Linked DNA regions of Mus musculus: regions 1, 3 and 4 are each linked to region 2. Evidence: chromatin contacts called from public HiChIP or PLAC-seq and promoter capture Hi-C data. All regions are on one chromosome and are shown on one strand. The core of a region is the stretch at or near the end of the contact, and the rest is flanking DNA. Distances in the headings are between cores, read along the strand shown. Region 1 has its middle 180 kb from the start of Gm41316. Region 2 holds the start of Rspo2 (R-spondin 2). Region 3 has its middle 130 kb from the start of Tmem74. Region 4 has its middle 170 kb from the start of Tmem74.

The links. Promoter capture Hi-C pulls out the DNA fragments that hold promoters and counts their contacts. HiChIP or PLAC-seq counts read pairs in DNA pulled down with a chosen protein or histone mark.
Region 1: an H3K4me3 HiChIP or PLAC-seq map of craniofacial prominence shows a contact between it and region 2, with 6 times the contacts expected there. The contact joins the enhancer-like site here to the promoter of Rspo2 in region 2. A contact is called at or near these places in 5 of 39 promoter capture datasets (the 3T3-L1 cell line, cranial neural crest, embryonic stem cells and 1 more), 3 of 115 datasets of contacts at active chromatin or transcription factors (craniofacial prominence, embryonic stem cells and stem cell-derived neural progenitor cells) and 1 of 9 other capture datasets (liver).
Region 3: a contact with region 2 is called in a promoter capture Hi-C map of hippocampal neurons, with 5 times the contacts expected there. The contact joins the enhancer-like site here to the promoter of Rspo2 in region 2. A contact is called at or near these places in 11 of 39 promoter capture datasets (the 3T3-L1 cell line, 3T3-L1-derived adipocytes, cranial neural crest and 6 more) and 1 of 9 other capture datasets (adipose tissue).
Region 4: a promoter capture Hi-C map of hippocampal neurons shows a contact between it and region 2, with 4 times the contacts expected there. The contact joins the enhancer-like site here to the promoter of Rspo2 in region 2. A contact is called at or near these places in 8 of 39 promoter capture datasets (the 3T3-L1 cell line, embryonic stem cells, frontonasal cranial neural crest and 4 more), 2 of 115 datasets of contacts at active chromatin or transcription factors (embryonic stem cells and stem cell-derived neural progenitor cells) and 1 of 9 other capture datasets (adipose tissue).

The regions. Positions count from the first base shown.
Region 1 is chr15:43,683,298-43,685,997 of GRCm38.p6, reverse strand. No RefSeq gene overlaps it. Among named protein-coding and RNA genes, the nearest start is that of Gm41316, 180 kb to the right of the region's middle. Within about 2 kb of position 1,302, at least 20 of the 459 cell types and tissues checked have an H3K27ac peak or open chromatin away from gene starts, as enhancers often do.
Region 2 is chr15:43,169,375-43,172,074 of GRCm38.p6, reverse strand. Rspo2 (R-spondin 2) reads left to right here and starts at 1,257. Exons shown (of 6, transcript NM_001357956.1): 1 at 1,257-1,703; 2 at 2,080-2,344. The coding sequence starts at 2,251.
Region 3 is chr15:43,734,343-43,737,257 of GRCm38.p6, reverse strand. No RefSeq gene overlaps it. Among named protein-coding and RNA genes, the nearest start is that of Tmem74, 130 kb to the left of the region's middle. Within about 2 kb of position 1,322, at least 14 of the 459 cell types and tissues checked have an H3K27ac peak or open chromatin away from gene starts, as enhancers often do. A contact at or near this core is called in adipose tissue, where this site is marked.
Region 4 is chr15:43,701,198-43,703,897 of GRCm38.p6, reverse strand. No RefSeq gene overlaps it. Among named protein-coding and RNA genes, the nearest start is that of Tmem74, 170 kb to the left of the region's middle. Within about 2 kb of position 1,342, at least 9 of the 459 cell types and tissues checked have an H3K27ac peak or open chromatin away from gene starts, as enhancers often do. A contact at or near this core is called in hippocampal neurons, where this site is marked.

The DNA.
Region 1 (2,700 bases), core at 53-2,552, 510 kb before region 2:
TTTCTGTGGACAGCCTGATTGGTTCTGCTGGTTTGGGCCAACATAGATAATCTACAGTGGCTTCTGACATGTGGTTGTGGTCACTTGGCCAGTTTTCTGGCAACTTGATGATCTTGCATAGTATATTAGTTTCATATTGCTCCTGTAATTTATTACAACAAACTTAGTGGCTTAAAACCACACAAATTTATTACCTTACAGTCCTAGAAGTCATAAATCTAATGGAAACTAAAGAAGTCAGAGAGAGGGTTGACGATTTTAAACTGGTAACTTTGATTCTAACTCTCCTATCCCCCTATGATTATCATTAATGGAGCAAGAGAATCCAAGATAATCTCAATTCCAAATCTTTAATTTAGAACATTTTTGTAGTTAGATATCTACTGTTTCTGATATCTGGGGAATGAGAAGCTCAGTTTGCCTTCCACAGGTACTTTTTCAAACTGTGTTAAAAAAGAAAATTGATCTTGGTTATCTTTGTTTGTTTTGTGATATAACAATACATTCTCTCTGTAGAAGTATAATAGATATATTGGCAAATATTCTATAAGCTTCTAAATTACTGTTTTCTTACTTAATGAATCACCAATGCTTTACCTATTTGTATTTCTACACTGGGACCCACAGTTCATTGCTAAGATAAAAATGGGACAAAAGAAAATAGTCATCCTAAATATAGGTCACAGAAAATTTTTCCTTTAAATAAAAAATTGCAATTTATGAGCCTTGGTATAACAAATTGGTTGTGTGAAATTTAAGTTATTTACAGACTTCTGCCAAAGATCCTAACAGCAGATCTCTAAGGCAGTGTTCAGTTGGGTGGCCAGTCAAAATTAAGAACCCAAGGCCAACTTGCCTGTAATTTTTTATCAAACTAAAACCAAAATAAAAGCTGAGATATTTTGGGACGCTTCCAGGAAGGCCTTTTGGGGCTGCCTGATTGCTTCTAAGACATAAAGCAAAGGCAAAGATTTCTGAAATTAGGTGACTCAGTACTGAAGACTGAAACAGAGATACAACACAAGTAAGCAGATCACTCCAAACTGCTAGTGGAATTAAAAAAATCAAAAAAGAAATGGTAAGTTACAAGAACCAGAGCTTTTTTGGGAAAAGTATGCTGTGTGTGCTGTAACCAAGAAAGTCAGCTATAATCCCAATTTAAATGAAATGGACATATGTTTAATATGATGAAATAAGCAAGGGAACCCCACCCCGTGTTTTTGTCAAGGAATATTCTGTGGTTCACACATTGAGTGGAGGAAGGAGGTGTGCTGTGATTTCCCCTAGGTCAGATAAAGCTATTTTTATAACCTGAGTCATGAAGGATAGAAACGAATAGACAGGACCAAATTGCAAGAGCAACAAAGCTAGCCAATGCCTAAATATCCTGAGAGCAATTCAATTTTAGTGTTAAAACTGTCACTCATAGTATACTAAGTAAGTGTACAGAATCTGAGTTAGTCACCCCTGAGATCACAATTTAACAAATTCTGGGGTTGTAGGGGATTCTTTAAAAACTCTAAGCCTCCTAGGAGAATATGCACTAAAGGACACATTCTTGCCTGTTTGAAACTCAATCTTGTGATAGTCACCCACACAAACTGACTAATGCTCATGTGGTCACTAATGTTGAATTTTCGCATGTTAGGACCCTGGGATAATTTATTACATCTTCAGGACAACCACAAGATGTAGAAATTAATATTATGTTCATCTTTCAAATACAAAACTATATGCAAAATGTTTAATCATCTGATCAGGGTCTTATCATGATGGTATGTCATACTCTATTCTAAATAGATGTTTCTGAACCTGTTCCACCAACCAAAGCATGACACTTATTACTTATTACTGAGGATCTCTGAGATTTCCTTTACTTTCTCCATCTTGTATAGTCCCTGCATGTCTGATTGTTGAGCTCTAGAATTCCTGTGTGTTGGGAATAAGACTAGTATGTCTCAGAGCTCTCATGCCCAAGGCCATCCTCTTTTGATGCGTCTCTTAAATTATTAATTGTACCTAGGAAATTACCTTAACAAAGTCAAACTAACCATCTAATCATATAATTCTAGTTATAAACTAAACATTTCTTTTCATTAGCCAAAATTCCTCTTTCTCCTGGAACTCAAAAACAATCTCCTAGCCACTGGGACACCTGGTGCAAGCTGTTTGAGATGCAATATTAAGTATTTATATAAAAAAAAATCTAAACTCAAAGATTTACCCTACACTTTGAAAAATACCATGCCAAAAACTGCTAAAGACCAAACTCTCTCCTTTAAAAAGTAAGTAAGAAGAAATATAGATACATAAATGAATATTTTAATAACTTATCCTGCCTCCTTATAATTATGGTAACAAGGTTTACCTTGACCTGATTAATGGCTTGCCTGATCTAAAGCCAAAGTTTCTTAAAGTAGGATACTGGATCACTGATTGTCAGATGGCCTTGGAGAGACTTAGAGCACAGACAATGATATGCAGGAGCCACCTTGGCAAAACTGCTTAGTTAGATTTTGTTTGGTTGATTGTTGGGTTTTGTTTTATTTTGTTTTGTTTTGTTTTGTTTTGTTTTGTTTTGTTTTCATAAACTTTGACTTCTATTTAAACCATAACCTCATGTCAGAACTCCAAAGATGGACTTTGGGCATATTGGATCTTAGTGTTCTTCTTCTCATTGTGGCTATTAACTTGACATTT
Region 2 (2,700 bases), core at 8-2,507:
ATATGATTCTTCAGTTCAAATTTCTGAGCCCATGCAGAAACTGAAGGAACAAAAGGGAGAATTGAAATAGTACAAAATGTTATTAAGGAGCCTGGGCTGGGCATGTGTTTGTAATCCTAGCTCTTAGGTGGTGGAGGCAGAGGGATTGGGAATTCTAGGTCAGCCTTACTAGGATGAGTTCCAGGTTGGCCTGGGCTACAACCCAATCTCAAAAATAAAACCAACCAACAGCCACTAAAAAGCTACAGTAACAACGTGCCTAGTAACACATTTAAAGAGACGTCTATATTGCCACGTCTAATATTATAGATTCTTATCTTTTGCTCAAAGAAGACATACATTATTTCCCTATATTGCCAAGTCTAACATTATAGATTCTTATCTTCTGTTCAAAGAGGAAATACATTATTCCCAATAGCAGTGAATGTATGGCAGACGATTTCACTAGATTAAAATTGGTAGCACCTAATGTTTTTAATGAGTGATATAGTAAGTAGTTCTCCAACTCAGGGCATTTGAAGTTTAATTCAGACCTTGGGAAACAAAGGAGGGGTAAAGATTAAGAACAAAACAAACTAGTGGTAAACATTCGATTTCTGAAGAAGAAAGCTCCCAATTTTTTGAGTATTGCAAAGTATCACATATGTTTGTGAAATCTGTTGGGAAAAAAATAAAGTAAAGGAAAAAAAACAGCTGTGTGGAAAGGTAAAGGCAATGGGAAATACTAAACTTACTCCTTAAACTGAGCATGCGTTTCAATTTCTGGGGACGTCTGCCTTCAGAGCAGGGCTAGGATTTAAATTTTGGGAAAAGGGCAGAGGTTTGTCTTCTTGTTTTTTTTTTTTTTTTAAAGGCTGAAGTGTTTTTTCAGAAGCAGCAGTCTCATCCTGGCACTCAGGAGGAAAGTAGAAGGTACCTTCAGTTCCCCATCAAATTCTTCTGGAGAAAGGCTAATTGGTGAGGTGGGAATCGACTCCATTGTTCCCGAGAGGACACCTTGGGTGTGAACAGCAAGGGCAGGCCATATCGCTCACCCTAGGTGCTCTTCAGTTTAGACCATCCCTCTGGGAAAGCCGGGTGAGCATTATTTTTCTTACACGAAGCTCTCTGCATGCCGTCAGTACTCTTTAGGACCTCAGGGAAACCCGAGCGTTTCTGGCTTTAGGACCCAGGAACTCTGAGGCAGCCTGGCTTTAGATGTCTTGGACCACAGCACCACCTACTTATAGAAGCATCCCGAGCCTTAGCTTGTCTGCATCTCCATCGGAAAGTGCGCTGGCTACATCCCTTCGGCCTCCGGGCAGTGTTCTGTCTCCCTTAGCTCAGGCAGCGAGAAACTTCAGCTGCGAAGTGGTGGTGGAGAGAGCCCTGGGAGCAGCGACTGGACCCGGACACCAAGAAGAGAGTGGACGCGCCCCTCGACTAGGAATCGCTCTCGCAGGCGGAGACCCAGCATCTCAGCGCCTGCGGTCGCGCTTGCCCGGCCGCGCGCTTTTGCTAGGCGCCGCCAGCCCCGAGGACCCTCGGGGTCCGCGGACCCTTCTGCAGCCGGCGGAATCCTAAAGCTGCCAAGAGCTCCCGGCGGGTGTCCGCAAACTTTTTCCGAGCCCACGTGCTGACCAAACAGCCCGGCTCGCTTCCAGAGCCTGGCATGGAGCGCCGCGCCTAGGCACGCCGTGCAGCCCGAGAGACGCGAGCGCACGGTAGGCGATCTACACCTGGTGCTGGGGCGCTGGGATAGCCCATCCGGGGAGCGAAAGGCTTCAGAGCGCCCCTTGAAAGCCCTGCGCTCGGCTGCTTCTAGAGCGCCTTTCCTTCTGCAGAGCTCGCACAACGCCCTTTCTCCAGGGTCAGAAGGCAGTGCTCCGCAGAGGTTGCTAATTCACTGATTGTAATCACCTTCCTCTCCAAGTCTCCTGCAGCTGTGCCATCTGCGTTAAACTGCTGCGTGGATCGTGCCAGTGAGTTCGCGTCCTCCCTCCCTCCTTTCTTTAAACTAAGAGGCGCGAAGGTGCAGGTACCTCCTCCGGGTTCTCTCAGTCCTCCACCCACCCAGCTTCTCTTTTCCTCCTCTCCCAGGTTCACCGTGGAGGGAGAGATGCTCATCGAGCCAAATTGATCATTGCAGCCGCAGGGCAGTGACATCTGTCTCTAAGTCCTCCCTAGGAGCGCGACCCGCACTGTCTCCTTCCAGGAGCCCGTCATTTCCTCGACTTTTGAGAGGTGTCTCTCCCCAGCCCGACCGTCCAGATGCGTTTTTGCCTCTTCTCATTTGCCCTCATCATTCTGAACTGTATGGATTACAGCCAGTGCCAAGGCAACCGATGGAGACGCAATAAGCGAGGTGGGTCGCGCTCGGCTGAAGGTGCGTGGAGTTCCTGAGTGGGTGGGAGTGCTTATTCACATTTAGGCTTTAGGGACTCGAGGGACAGGACTGTGCTCTGCACCCCAGTTTTTGTGTGGGCTACCACTGACCATTCTCAGGGTCACAGAACTCCACAGAAAGCTTCCTTCTGTCCCTAGTGGGTGCGATGGGACCTTAGAAGCATTGGGAGCTTGATGTGCTGGGCTTCCCTCCCGCAAGCGCCCAGGGATTTATCATGTGGTTCACAGTCTGTGCCACCTCTCCTGAACTCTTCTTTGGATCACATTTCTTATGTGGCACCATTTTTCTAGTTTTCTCCTTTTGTCTTCTTAATC
Region 3 (2,915 bases), core at 73-2,572, 570 kb before region 2:
AAAGCCATATGTGTTGGTCATACAAATGGACATTGATTTTTCAATAAACTGGAACCCAAATCCAACATCACTCCATGATATCTTTTCTCAGGAGAGAGTATTTCTCGCTCATGCCTGGCACTGCATCTCAGCTCTACTATTACAAGAATTACATGGGTGAAGCAAAGTAGGAAACATCAGCTCACTTAAGTCATGTGATAAATGAGGCAATTAAGGCAATTAGATGCACAGTTACTGAGTTATATCTGTTTTTCTTTGTAAAGTATCATTTTAAGTAGGATCATCTGTCTTACCATACTTGACGGCATTAGAATTTTGTGGAGCAGAAAAAGTGTGGTTTGTTACTATGAAAACAGTGCCCACTCTCCTAAGGGGATAAAGAAGCCACTGAGGTTGTGGTTGCTTAATCCTTTCTTCAGAAGACAGAGCACATTCACACTTGCCTACTTGGTTTCAAATATAGAGAGATCTGGCTGCCCAGTGACTGGGAGATTAGTAGACAACACTGTGTTTTTTCACAATTCATGATGTACTGGGCACAACATTTCAAAGGAAAAGAAAGGATGATGCTGTAGCCATTTGGGCCTTCTGTGAAGAGTCATGGAAGGGAAGAAAGAAGCTGAACTCTTGTCTAAGGGGAGAGTGCTGAGGCTTGAAGTAGCATAGTGCTACCCATCAACAAGCACAGTTCCTTCATACATAGAACTTGTTGCTCTAGAAGAGGTGTATAGAGTCTTAAGAAGTCTCTGGAAAAGGAACCCATGAGCCATTTTACTTGGGGAGATTCAGCACCCACACCACACCGTCTCCACTGAATGTCAGGAGGCCTATTTAAGGTCTGTGTCAAAACCCCAGGAGTCAGGACGTAAAGCAAATAAATCATGAGTGAAAGCATTGCCTTGCCATACTGGCCTGGTAGCCAACTCTCCACAAGAGAGATGTCTAGAGGTTGTATACGAACTAGGTAATATTCTTTTGTGTTCACAAGCTTTGCTGCTTTTGTTTTAAACTCATGAACACATAGCTAAATGTAAGGTAATTTTCATGTAAGTATGGATTCTTTTGGCCATGTGTGCTCCGTGGTTTCTCTAGAGTACAGGTACACAGACTTCCACACAACCTGATTCCTTTTCTGTTACTTCTTACAACCACGGAAGAATTCTTGAACTTCTGCCTAGTGGTTTTGGGGAAACTAAGTCAATGCTGTCATGGAATAATTTTAAGCTTGAAATCTGCTGACACGGGGTTCATAGGAGTATGATTGAGAAATGTAAGCTGAACAAATGGGTAGAAGCTAAGAGTTGCAGCCAAGAAAGCATTCTTGGCTTGGAAATGACACTGGAGGCATGGATCAGCTGTTAAGAGCATTTGTTGCTCAATCATAAGGACAGGAGTTTGCATCTCGGAAACCAGCACCCACATTTGCCAGCTCATAAACTCGTGCATTTTAGCTCTCAGGAATCTGACACTCTCTTCTGGCCTCTGTGGGCACATGACATGACTACATACAGACAGACATAGCCACAGTTTGACATACACAAAAATAAGAAAATGTGAAAGCTATTAGAAAGCAAATAGAACTTAAAACGTGTGAGTATTTTCAGGCAGCAATGTCTTTCCGCTGTTAGGTTGTTTTTTTAATTTCAGGATCACCTTTCAAACTGAAGAGTTGATGGTGCTCATGATGCACAATTATCTCTGAATTTCTTCATATCTTGATAATAGACATATAAAGCCAGATGAGAATAAAATGTATAACATTATATTGACACTGGCTGGGGATTGTCCACCAATCTCCCAAAATATAGAACTTCCAGTCGACTGGACAAATGGATATAGCCATTTGCGAAGCCAAGATAAGGTTTCTCATTTTTTCCCATCCAGTCAATATCTTAGCTACTGTCTATGAGAAAAGAAAGGTCCATGTCGTGTCCACTCTCGACCAGCAAGAACGACACGACCACCAGTCCTTCTAACAGCAGTTTATTCAGTCCTGATTCTTCTTGTTTATTTCTCCCCCGAACCCTGGGCCTCTCACTCCTTTTATACTCTCATCCACGCACAGCAGGCCACGCCGCCTCACCAGGCACGCAGCTTCAGCTAATCAGGGCAGCAGGGGCATATCTCCATCAAACTGGATTCACCGGTATCCTGGTGCACCTGCGCAGCTCTCAAGATGTTTGTGGCTTATATGAGGAAGTCAGGTGCAAGTCATACGACTTAGCTACAGTCCCTGGCGCCTTTGGGACTGCCGCCACACCCGCTCCTAACAGGTCCACAAGGCAAGTACCCATCCATTCCAGAAAGACACTACTGTCTTCTCAAGCCTGAATTCTTGGAATATTTATGCCTAAAAAATATTTAAACGCTAAAAAGGGCTAACATTCCCTCTTTCCTAAAACAAAAGTATGAAACAAATGAGTAATATCCTTAATGACTTTTATCCTCATTATTCCTGTGACTCAGTTTTAAAGCTATTCATGAATACTTGCTGTTTCAGATGAATTACAAAAGAGCTTTCATTAAAATATTTTGGGGAGTTATATTTAATTTATAGATTGACTTTAATTTATTAACATTGTTATACTATTGAATTTCTTTAACCAAAACATATTCAACCTTAATTATATGCACTTCGGTGGAATTACATAATTTTCCCTATAAAAGTCTTGCAAGTCTGCTGAACTGATTCATAGATTTTAAAATAATTTTATTGCTGTTGTGTTGGATTTTTGTCTCCAATTTTTCCAATTAGCTCTATTGAATTTTCTGTAATGATATTGTATTGATACTGCTCATGTCTTCTCTTGCTATTTTACTTTGAACAAAATATTACATTTGACTCGTATTTTACTATTTCCAATTCATTTTCTTTCCTTATTTTGTTGGATCTATTAGGATTCTTCCTATAGTTG
Region 4 (2,700 bases), core at 93-2,592, 530 kb before region 2:
CAGGCAAACTTTATATGCCCCAGTACAGGGGAACGCCAGGGCCAAAAAATGGGAATGGGTGGGTAGGGGAGTGGGGGGGGGAGGGTGTGCGGGACTTTTGGGATAGCATTGGAAATGTAATTGAGGAAAATATGTAATTAAAAAATTTAAATTAAAAAAAGAGAAAAGAATTCCTCCATTTCACAAAGCCCTGCCTCCAGAGAAGGCTCCTTTCTTTTTGTGCACTCTTATACCTCTGTATCTTGGATGGTCAGTCATTACTGCTCTTCTAAGAACTGATGTCACCCAGCCAGAAAGGAGCCCTATACCATCAGTGTACAGTCAGACCGCAGTTAGTGCTTTTCAAGGTTCCTTTGCTTGTCCTTACAGCACTTAGCATGGTGATTAGGACTCCTTTCAGTCCTGCCCACTCCAAGACACACTTCCTAGAAAAGTGAAAGCATAGGCATTTTCAATGATAGCTCACAGCTACTACTCCATAATTGATTGTTAAGCAGAATTGAAACTCAGAGCAATAGATAGTCTGTGCTGATGCCCCCCCTTTTTTAAATACTCCAAGCCAACAAAAGACCAATGTATACTTGCCTATAAGCCTGTTGCTGTTTTCCAGATGACCTCAGCAAAGAGAAACATCAAGGAATACAAGGGATAGAGGAAATAGAACAGGTTCTGCAGCAAAAATCACAAGCCAGTTGTTGCACAGTCCTAAACTGAAAACATCTTGACCACACAAATCCACTTTTAAGTGGAAATTCTATAATTAAAAAGGACTATTTATATAAGGAAAGTAGTAACTTTGCCGTATAGTCCACTTGCCATTGATTTGAAAATCTTAGACGGTGATTCTAAGACGGAAAGGCTTAAAGTAAATGAAAAGGTATCCAAATCACAATCAAAGGGAGATGTTGCAGACAGGGTTGTTGGGTGAAATGGTTTCAGGGCCTAAATTTAACCATATGGGATTCTTTTCCAATGATCATTTAATCAATCTCTGGGCATAAAGAGTTTAGTTTAATACAAAACCACATTTTATCACAAAGATGGACCCCAAATTTGTTTAGTCACTCCTTGACCACAGTTGTCTGTGCTGCACAACCTTTTCAATCCCAGCAGACTAGAGCAACAGATATAAGGAATGTGCTGTGGTAGCAGTCTGTTTTCTTTCCCCACTGACCTGAACTACTACACTAAATCATTTCAATAGGAACTTTACAATGAATTTTCCACAATGAAGCATAATGAAAGGGCCACAAAGGACAACTTTAAGAGCTAAGAGTGATGCCTTTAAGTCTTTACAAGCACTCCAGAAGCCACAAGTACTGACTGACCTAGAAGTTCAAATGACAACACTAGACATTGTTTACAACTTAACTTCCTCAGTTACTCATTTATTAAATATCCAAACATTTACAGAGTTTCTCTTATGTCAAACTTCATGAGGTTTCTGATATAATGTCGAATTCTAAGTTGAGTTCTGAATTTGTATACCAGATTGAGTAAGATTTGGCTTGTAAGTATCTGTTGAATAAAATTAAAATTCTAAGCAATAAGCAGCAATCTGCAGCAGTGTCTCTTGCAGGAATAGACAGTTAGAGGGATGAGATTTATAAGATTCCAGTTCAGTGAGATTGAGAACAATGGCTTTTGTGTATCTGCTGGGCAAATGAAATGTGTAACCTTCAAGTTTACCAGAACAGGGTTGCCACAAATGTGCAAATTAAACTAGAACATTGGAAGCAAGATGAGAACAGTAGTTGAACTGTCTTGAAACCCAGAGAAATAAATAGGAGAAAGAATTGTCAGGTTTCTAATAACAGGTGGATGAAAGCGTAAGGGAGATATGGCATGTGGATTATCTGGTTTGAAATACAGCTAACAACTGGTAGGTTGTAACTGTATTCTCTGGAAGTAGATACTGAAACAAATTTGGCAGTTAGATTTTAATTAGAGATGACATTCAGTGGAAGGAAGGTTGTAGAATCAGAGTCATGCAGAAGAATATAAGCTTCAAGGCTAGTCCAACAAAGCCTTGGTCAACTTCACAAACTCTGGAGTGTAGAGAGCCTGTAAGAGTTGCCCTGAACAGGGCCACAGTGACTGGTCCTTTGTGTTGTAATTCTACTCACTGGCTAGTTATAATCCATTTTAGGGAAGTCATAATGTATCTTGAGATGCCTCTTGAAAGGTGAAACAGGAACCATTGAGGCTACTGTTGATCTTGCCAGCAACCCCAGTAAATCCAACCATGCTGGGGATGTGCTGAGTCAGATAAGGACAGGTTTTGAGAGGGTATGAGTTCTGTCTTGGCTCCTGGTAGCTAAAGGTTGGATGTTACTGTTCGGTAAATATCCCTGAGTTCAAGGACTTGTCCTCATGGTGATGTTGTGGGGGTGTGTTTCTGGAAATATTTTTTTTAAAAAAATGAATCCGCCAACTCTCTGCTGGGCCAGACTATGCTCCCATGCTCCTGCTGGCTCGCCAACTCTCCTGGCACGCCAGACTACACTCCCTCAATCAGGCGCTTGTCCCTGGCACCACTAGTTCTTCCTCAGCCATAAACCTATGTAGTCGGCAATCCTACATTCCAGTAACTAAATGGAATAGCCAACCTCGAGGTTGCATATCACAAGACCCAGTAACCCGATAGAATCAAGACTCTTAAAGCTTAATTAACCAATCAGATTTAATGTATCAATAATA